2 separate regions of the Columba livia genome follow, and region 1 is linked to region 2. Evidence: chromatin contacts called from public Hi-C data. All regions are on one chromosome and are shown on one strand. Each heading gives the region's core, a stretch centred on a gene start, on an enhancer-like site or on the middle of the called end of the contact. The rest is flanking DNA. Distances are from core to core; before and after follow the strand shown. Region 1 holds the start of C3H1orf115 (chromosome 3 C1orf115 homolog). Region 2 has its middle 31 kb from the start of RAB3GAP2.

Region 1 (4,615 bases), core at 248-2,747, 93 kb before region 2:
AAATTATTCCAGATATCACTTTTGTAATCAACAGCACCCACCCTTGAGGGAGAAAAAAAATAAACCACCAGACTGCAGGACTCGTGACTTTCCACACAGGAAAGGAAAAGGAACGATTTTGATCCAAAATGGTAGTTACACAATAAAGAACGTGTTGCGTTTTTTTTTCTTTAACTCACAGCACTGATTTTTCAGGGAACACCTAGAAGGCAAAGTGGCAAATTGCTGCACTGGAGGGATGGTATTAGCCTTTCTTTCGGTCACTAAAAAAAAAAAAAAAAGGCAGGCCAATTAACTAGAAGTTTTAAGAAATGGTGTCAAAACAATGACGCCGAGGGACATGCAGAACAAAGACAGGCAAACCCCCGTCACATGGATCAGCTTAGTGTCATTTTCACTCCGCAACGGTAGATTTTCGACCCTCTGATCTAGGTGAGGGTCGGTGACGATCGTGCCTTCCCCAGCGGGACCCGCTGCTCCCCAGCAAGGGCAGGAGCGGGCGGGCGGGCTGAGCGCTGCCGCCTAAAGCGCCCGAAGGACACGGGGGGCTCCCGAGAGCTCCTCGGGGAAGCCGGTACCGAGACCCCGCCGCCCGCCCGGTCCGGGAGCGCCCTGCCCTCACCTTGCCGTACTTCTTCAGCCGCTTCCCGTAGGGCCGCTTGCTGGGGGCCCGCGGCGGGCGCAGGGGCTCGTAGGAGCCGGGCAGGAGGGCGAAGCGAACCTTCCTGGAGGCAGCGCCTTCCTCCTCCGGCGCCGCCGGCTGCGGGGCCCCCGCGCTGCCCCCCGCTGCTGCTGCCGCTGCTGCTGCCGCCTCCTCCTCCTCCTCGCCGGGCAGGATGGAGACCTGGTCGTCGCCGGGCCCGCGGCGGGAGTACCTGCCCCTCACCTTGGCTCCCAGCCGCGCACCCACCGTCATGATGCCGCCGGGCGCCGGCCGGTCTGCGCGGACCTCCGGCCGCCTCCGCCGAGCCACAGGTGTGGCCGGAGGCGGCCACTGCCCCCTCCTCGGGGCGGGACGGCGGCGGGAAGAGGCGCCCCGGTCCCCGCTGTCCTGCGGGTTGTGTCCGCGGAAACCGGCCCGAGGCAGCCGGGCGAGGGCTGGCGGGACCGCGGCGCTGGGCACCGGCACCCCCGGCCCCGCCGCGGCTCTGGGGCGGAAAACCGTGTCCCGCTTTGCTGCGGAGTTGCACGGGGAGCCCGGGACGTGCTTCGCCTTAGCTCGGGAGTGGGGAAACTCGCGCTGTCGCCGGCGGTGGGACAGGGGGACGCAGCCCCCGCACTGTGCCCCGGCCGCTTCGGCCTCCGCGCCGTGACCCCAGCGAAACACTGCAATGGCTCCGTCCCCGGCATCCCACGCAGCGCTCCGTGCCAGCAGCGCGTTTGGGAGATCACGCTGTTTTCCCGTCCAGAAAAAAGGCCAAACGCCCTGGTGATCTCTGTATGAAAGGTGTTCCTGCCTACAGCCTCGGGTGAACAGCATCTCCGATGGTCGGGGGGGCTCCGTTTTGCTACCCGGGCCAAGGGGAAAGTAGCGGAGCCCTCATTTAAAGGAGAAGTTTTTGCCTAAAGGCGGGGGAAGCTGACAGCTCGGTGCCTCTGCAGCTGCCCGGGCTGCAGTTCAACAGCTGCACGTCCTAAGCGGTGTTCATGTAGCTGCGGTAAATCACGAAACGCACAATTCTACAGGGAGGATTGATATAGTTTATTAATCCAGTTGGTGTATATATCAGCATTTGATGCATGTAAAAATATTTCACATGAGCAGATGCAATAAAGGGACAGATCGATCCCTTACTGTGGAATTTTCTTACCAGGGAACAAAGCCTTGAACCTGAGTCTCCCTGAGATGTGCCCATAACATTTAGCAAGTAAATCCTGCACCCAGTGTAGTTCTGTGCCACGGGGATGTTGTTTCACCATTGTCACAGCTCCAGCTGGAAAGCTATGTAATAGAGAGCTTGGCCAGTCCTCTGAAGGGTGGAAAGCGTGAGCCAAGTCTCAGGTGTCTCTTCCCCTATTTTATACTAAAGGCATCACCACTCCTGCTGGCATCATCAGGGTTTTAATTTAAATCTCCAGAAGGCTGAGGTGAAGACCTGACACCAGGACAGGGTTTCATACTCCATGTCCTGGAGGTGCAGCTATGTCCTAAGCACTGCAGAGCTGGTGGAACAGAGTAGCACCATAGGTCCCCTCCTAAATACCTATTTTTATGACAATCACAAGGTAGGATGCCAGAAAGAGCAAGGTGGGGTAGTTGAATTTTGCATGCTCTTGTGTATTGCTGTAGATTTTCATGTGCTACTTCCTTCGATAGTTTGACAGATGAAGTAATCACCTGATGCTGACTAAGGAGCAGCATCGAAAAATAAAATACCAATAATGTGTTAGTAGCTGTTGAATGGTATATTTCATCTTGTTAACCTCAAGCCACCTTGAAGAAAAAAAAATGGCATTAAATATTTTTCTTGGGTTTTGAAAAGTGTTTGCGTCTAGGTTTTCTATTTATAGATCCATTACTAAAGGTATACTTTGCCCCTAAATGAGAAGTGCAAGGAGAGTGAAAGATAATCCTTCTTAAGAAGGGCAGGCCTTTCCCCACACACGGGGTTTGTACCCGAGTTTGTTTTATTTTCCAGAGTTCAGCTATCAAAACCCCAGAGAATACATCTCTTGATGGAGATTTACATGTTTGAGTGGCCAGCAGGTGAGCCATCGGGATCGAGGGGCCTGAGGTACCTCTTAGGTGTATGACCCTGGGTATCAAAAGTCTCATATCTAACAGCCCGTGGAATTTCAGCATTATCATAACTACATGGCATTAACAATGCCACTTGCTTATCAAGCATCATTTTTCATCCACAGAAGCAAGAGTGCACGTTTGTAGCCCTTTCATTGACCTACATATGTCATAACGTTTTAAACTGGCATGCATGCAAAGGGATCTACTCAGTTTGGAAGTGTCTGTATACCTAAAATAAATAAATAAAATGACACCACGACCCCAACCCAAGACGGCAGAACTGTTTACCCCCTCACCACCACCCCAACCACCCCCTAGGAATGCTGCCAAGGAATTCCAATGGAATGTGTAAGCTCCCTGAAGATCCAAGACATCCCCATCCCTTCCTGGAGCTGTGGAATGTGATGTGGCATTTAATAGTCTCTTGGATTTCCCAAGTTAAAACCGTGCTGGTAAAACGCCATGCTGGTCCCCTTCCATATTGAAGTCAAGCTGCACTTCAGATCCAAACATTATCTCACTTTTACCCAAGCTTACACATAAAGGCTGCGTAACGAGGCAGCTGTTGAGGGACCCAAAAAACAGGCACTGGGGATTCAGTGTGTGACATCTCACTGATTTCCATGCCAAGTACCCTCTTCTTGCCAATAAAACCAGCAGTTCTGAAAAAAGCCTCTTTCTTGGATCTTCCCATCTTATTCCTGCCAGGAACAGGAGATGTAGGGAGCCAAAGGAGGCGTTTGGGTGCAGCTACACCTTTCGCACTCGGATCGCACCCTTGCTGAAGCTCTTGGTGTATCTGTTACGGGAAGCAGAACATGGTTCACAGCTCATCTTCCAACAGGCCAAAGGAGGGAGGTGAGCAGGGGCTGGGAATCAGGGCAATTCCACACTGCTGGCAGTTACTGGAAATAATACCATTTGTAAACCATCCATATACAGAAACATTAAATGGGCACGTTGGGGGGCTATGTTTCATGGGAGAGCGGAACTAAAATCCTCTAAACCTCTGTCGCCCTGCAAGGTTGTGTTTTGTGTAACGTTCATGCATCTCTGGTTACACGAAGCGCTGAAAAACAGCGACAATCTAGGACAAAGTCAGCCGTGTAAACACAGGGCCTGTACAGCGGGAAGCTTTCCTAAGCGCTTAATCTACCGTCTCACAGCATGACCTATATTTTTTTCCACTGAACCTCCTGAAAAGGCAAAGGGTTTTGTTTCATGACTAAGTTCACACATGATCTTCGATTAGCATCATGGTTATGTTCCAGTGGTGTATTTTCAAGGATAATTGAACATTCACGGACATTTACGCGTAAATTAAGCAGATGCACAAACCCCTTCCTGAAGCTGATTTTTGGTGAATTTCTGGAAAAGCTCCTGGACGCACATTTGTAAGAAAGTGCTGAACCCCCGATGCTCTCCGGCCAGTGCAAGACCACAGAACTGAGGCAACGCTCAACCCAAATTCAGTGTCGAAGCCAAAGTCTGTCCACCTGCAGGCTACTTGGCTACCTGCAGTAACTACTGTGCTTTTATAAAGGGCAAACAACAAGTATTTTAGTATGAGAACTGTTCAAGTAAGTTTTAATAGAGTGCACCAGTGAATCAAGATGACTTGCATCAGATTTTGTTTCAATAAACATCAGATTAAAAAATAAAAAAAAAAGAAAAGGGGCTACAGTTCTTTCTTTCCAAACACCACCCTTTTTCTAAGGCAACAACACACGTCCATTTTCAAAAATAACTGTTACATAGGAAAGCTACATCACAGTACAGTATGTAAAAATCCATCTCGGTCAAGAAGCCATTAGAGAATGGCACATTTACTACACTTACAGCCTTCTAACTTAGGGTTACAGAGTTTACCAC
Region 2 (4,544 bases), core at 1,421-3,920:
ACTTCTTGCAATATTCACCCAATTCTAGGGCTGCTTTTCTGTATTTATTACAAGGGAAGAAAAACAGGTAGAAAAATCTATGTTGTATGCAATGTTCAATACCATTTTTAAAATGTGGGATTTGAGCCTAAGGAAGCAAGCCACATCTTCTGCTCCTCCTACATTTTTGCAAGATCTGCATGATTCAAGTTCGAGTGTATGGCCAAAAAATAATGCAGATTTGTGAGCCAAATGTAATATCCCCAACTTGCTGGCACAAAGCACCTTTTCCCTGCAGATACTCTACACTGCTTCATCATTTGGCTCTTTATTTTTAGCAGCTTCCAAAACTGATAAAATATCTATTGTTACAAACATTTTTGGATGTACATCTTCAAGGCCTTATGACCATGAAGTCATGCTTGTGTATGTCATTCTTTCCATTAGTGATGAGCTCAAGGTGCTGAGTTTATTTCTGAATCCAGATGGGTATTTGGAGCCTGATTTTTCATCTGGGCACATGATCAGATATATTTCCTGGCTAAACATATATCAATATCTGTATTTTTTGAGTATTCCGAGAAAACTATGGTCAGCTTTATGTTACTACTGAATGGGACGATCAGTATTTCTTTCCATGCAGAGGACAAAATAATGTGTAACTGTAATAAATGAACATAAAAAGCGGAATCCCCATGACCTTTTGAAAGTTTTTGTCTGTTATACATCTGTCTGGGTTTAGCATCTTTTCACACTTCCTTATTTTTAGCTTGAGAAAGACAGAGAAAGTGTTGTCTAGACTGCATCCTTAGAGCTGATTAACTGTTCAGGGGCAAATACACAGCAGGCTGTGGGATGGGAACCTTGTTATGGATTTGCACACTGTCTCCTGCAAAATACTTCATTCCTTTGGGAATCCACAGAGTGCAGACCACTATATTGTGCTACGAAGTTATACTGAAGTTGGTATTCAGGTCTGTTGAGACTGCTCTGGCTCTGCAGCAAGAGCCTGGGCAGTCTCTTGGTTCTTGTCCTTGAATCAAAAGTTGCAGTTCCTAAAATCAGGAAAATGAATGTGTGTGATATTTTCTGCTGTATATATGCCAGGCAAGCTCCCTTTGCCCTCAGCTTCAAAATTTATGACTTGCTGCAGAGTCCTGGTTTCAGCTGCTACCCAGATCAGTGTTTTATCTGGGTAAGAGCTAGCTAGGGACCCAGAACCCTGGGTACAGGGTTTTTTACTTACACCACCAGCAGGGAGCACACCAGCCTTCTGGAGAAAACAGCAGCACACATCTGTAAAATGGTCATAATAATCCTTACTTGTCTCTGGTGTAGGAAGCTTAATCAGCAATTTCAAATCATCTTGAGATCCTCAGAGGGATGGCACATACGCTAGTAGAGTGAGTAATTTGGCGCAAATGTGTTATCACACCTACAACATTATTACCATGCAGATACGCTAGGGCAAATGGAGCAGCGTGTGCCCCAAATGCCGTGGAGACAAATAGCTCTGGAACTGCCCAAATGCCTCTAGCAGAAGAGAGCACACAGCACACAGGCTTTATCATAGCACATACCGATCTATCAGTAGCCCACAACTTTTCGGTCATATAGACAAAAACATCCACAACCACAGGCTTTCTGGCAGCACAGGGATACACCTACAGTACAAAACCTTTCGGGAACCCTTAGGGATACAGCCACAGCCACAACTTACTGGCAACGCACAAAAGATATTTCTATGGTGTGCAGACTTTCTGGCAACACAGCTGCATCCCCAGAGCCTGGTTTCCTGCGAGCAGTGATACACCAATCATACCACATCCCTTAAGGCAGAGAGATGATACAGATGCCTTTGAAAAAGAAAAAGACTTTAAAAAAAGTACACTGGATAACAGGGGCTCTTATTGTTACTTAAGTGCCAACAATGTCAAAAGCTATCTGAGCGTGAGGTGAATGCTCAATGTTAATAAAATACATCCAAACTGAATAGTCTGTACATTCTGCTGAACTGTACAAACCATGAGAACTCTCTGCTCCCGTGGTTTATGTTTCCATCAAGAACCCATAATAATGAAAGCACTAACCTAGCAATCAGCCTTTGGAGTGCAGGCCCTGAGATTGCTCAGCTGGGTGTAGTTTCTTTCTCTAGAAGAGAGCATGTAATGCATTAATCCAGCCAGTGGTACATGGCATGTTAGGGGATGGCCACTCCTCTGTGTGAAATAAACAGCTGGCGTTTGAGTATTTCCTTATTTCTGAGTACTTGACTGTCAAAGCTTATGATGTTTTTTGACATAGGGGAGACAAAAAGTAAGGGATGACTTATTTAATATTATACAACAGATCCAGATTTGTTGTTATTTAGGATTATAGACAGAATAAAATACTCTGGGATTCACTTTAATCTCCACAAGTGAGTAGGACTGTTTGGAAATGTCAATGTTTGTGCTATAGCTGATCCACTGAGGATCACCTAGATCCAGAGCTTTTCTCATGGTGATTGTCATCATGTTACACCCAAGAACTATGCAAAATGGGGTCTGATTTCCAGGTATTTTGCAGGCTGCAGCTAATCTACGTAGAGGAAATGTAAAGGAGTTTTCTGCTACTTTGTGGCTTCTGCTCTCAGCTGGGAGGACAGCCAGGAGGGCTGGAGGCAAGCAGCTGCCAGATTGCTGTTTGTCATCTTGCTCAGTGCAGAGCAGCCATGCGTCTCCTCCAGCACCATGTCCTTCAAGGACTCCAGGAGCGGACAGAGCAGGATATCTCTGCTACGTTCACACCACCAAAGCAGGAGGAGAGTGGAGCTAGCACTCTCTGTGCAGAGGAGAAAATTATCAGAAGTCATTATTAATGGCTTGCCAAGTAGTAAATAAAAATCACTTGAATTTTGTCTATCACGCTGCAATAAAAGACGCCCATTACCCTGCAGGACGTGACTACACAAGGCTTCTGGAGAAATCCAGGTTAGGATGGGGAGTTTCTTGCTCAGGCTTGTCTCCAGCAGCCGTAACTCACCAAGAGTGACTCTGCCTTCTCTCTGGCTCATTGCTATAGCCCAGTGGTCGATTAGCTGCATTGCACACGTTAGTGAGAAGACACTTTTCCTGGAGTATGCCTTCAGGTGTGTGACTGTGTGTCAGGGGTGGCATGTTCTTACGGTTGGTGCAGATTTTTCTGTAGCCGATGCTTATTCACCTTCTGTGGAATGAAAGGCAGGAAAAGGCTCCGTCTGTAGGCACTGAGGAGTCATAGTGCAGAAGAAATGTCCCATGGAGGCTCAAGCATTGCAGATAGAGGACTGTGAAGACCTATATGGTTACAACTGAAGAGTATGTTGCTTCTCTCAAGAGCCTGCATAGACATATATGCCTTGAACCATGAAATAAACCTTTTCAAGTATATTTGACAGGTCTGGAAAATGCCACTTGGCATGACTGCTTGCAGCGCTGTCACTTGTATGAGAAGTTCTACGTGAAGATGAAAATGGAGGTGGATGAAAGGAGACTGCTAAGTGCACTGAGGCACTTACGTCCTGACACCTTCTCTTGGCCTTTATTGATCTTTCTGCTGCACGGTGGCTTTGTGGGGGCACTGACAGCATTCGTTGTGTGCTAGTGGAGCTGGGGAACTGTATTGGTCTTCTCTATGGTAAAACGCTATCAACAGTGTTTACAAAAAAGAAAATAGAGTTCATATATTTCTGGAAAGCTTGTAAAATAAGTTACTAGCACAGCTTGTACTTAATGGCACTGAGAAACAAAAGATGCAATAATAATAATAACAATAATAATAATAAAGTAAGTCTTAAGGCTGGTATCTTGGACAGGAAATTGAAAATGAAATATTTCCAGTTTGTTGGGTTATGCCTAAGTACAGTATGTCTTGCTAGTCTATGTCAGGCTCTATTCCTACTTCAAAGTTTACTTTGATCTTCCTTTATTTACATTAGCCTTTGCCACAGTACTCACAAAGAGTTTTCAATGACTGCTCCGAGTCATGTATTAAACTCTGCTAAGCCAAATTTTAAGTCAGTATTGTGGTGGTGCACATTATCTGGAATAATGATAATACCCTCAGCATTATGAAGTATTATTCTTATTCTTCTATTGCACTCAGATCAGAAATTATACTCGATGGTTGTTCCAGATAATCAGTAACAGTTTCTATCCAAAACTCCCCAAAATTCTGTGAAGGTTGCCTTATTGATCCAAATCTTGTACTCAGTATGGTTTTCACAGAGTATGTTCCCTCAGAATGATACATAATGGTACATAATGAGCAAACTCATAGATTTCTTTGCCCAAGAGAGGTACATAACCGATCGCACTGGGATAACCAGCCAAGTAAGGATCAAGCTAGGCACCAAGCACGGTGTCAGAAAGTGACTCTATCCCGGCAATAGGCATCAGCAAGGCAGAAAATGGGCAGTCTTTGCACCTTTTTCACTTAGGTGTAAGCAACCCATATGTTTGAGGGAAACAGAATATCAAGTTCTAAATGCAGAATCTCTTTTGAATCTCTTAGCCCTCCCTTGCCTGACACCATGGGCCAAGGGC

What was found. A called contact is a pair of places that touch in the nucleus more often than the background predicts.
Region 1: a contact with region 2 is called in a Hi-C map of liver, with 2.1 times the contacts expected there. The contact joins the promoter of C3H1orf115 here to the enhancer-like site in region 2. A contact is called at or near these places in 2 of 2 Hi-C or Micro-C datasets (crop and liver).

Annotation. Positions count from the first base shown.
Region 1 is chr3:100,735,790-100,740,404 of bColLiv1.pat.W.v2, reverse strand. C3H1orf115 (chromosome 3 C1orf115 homolog) reads right to left here and starts at 1,497. Exons shown (of 2, transcript XM_065058535.1): 1 at 623-1,497. The coding sequence starts at 1,480. It overlaps MARK1 (microtubule affinity regulating kinase 1), which reads right to left. Exons shown (of 18, transcript XM_065058528.1): 18 at 4,302-4,615.
Region 2 is chr3:100,643,892-100,648,435 of bColLiv1.pat.W.v2, reverse strand. No RefSeq gene overlaps it. Among named protein-coding and RNA genes, the nearest start is that of RAB3GAP2, 31 kb to the right of the region's middle. Within about 2 kb of position 2,670, at least 1 of the 3 cell types and tissues checked has an H3K27ac peak away from gene starts, as active enhancers do.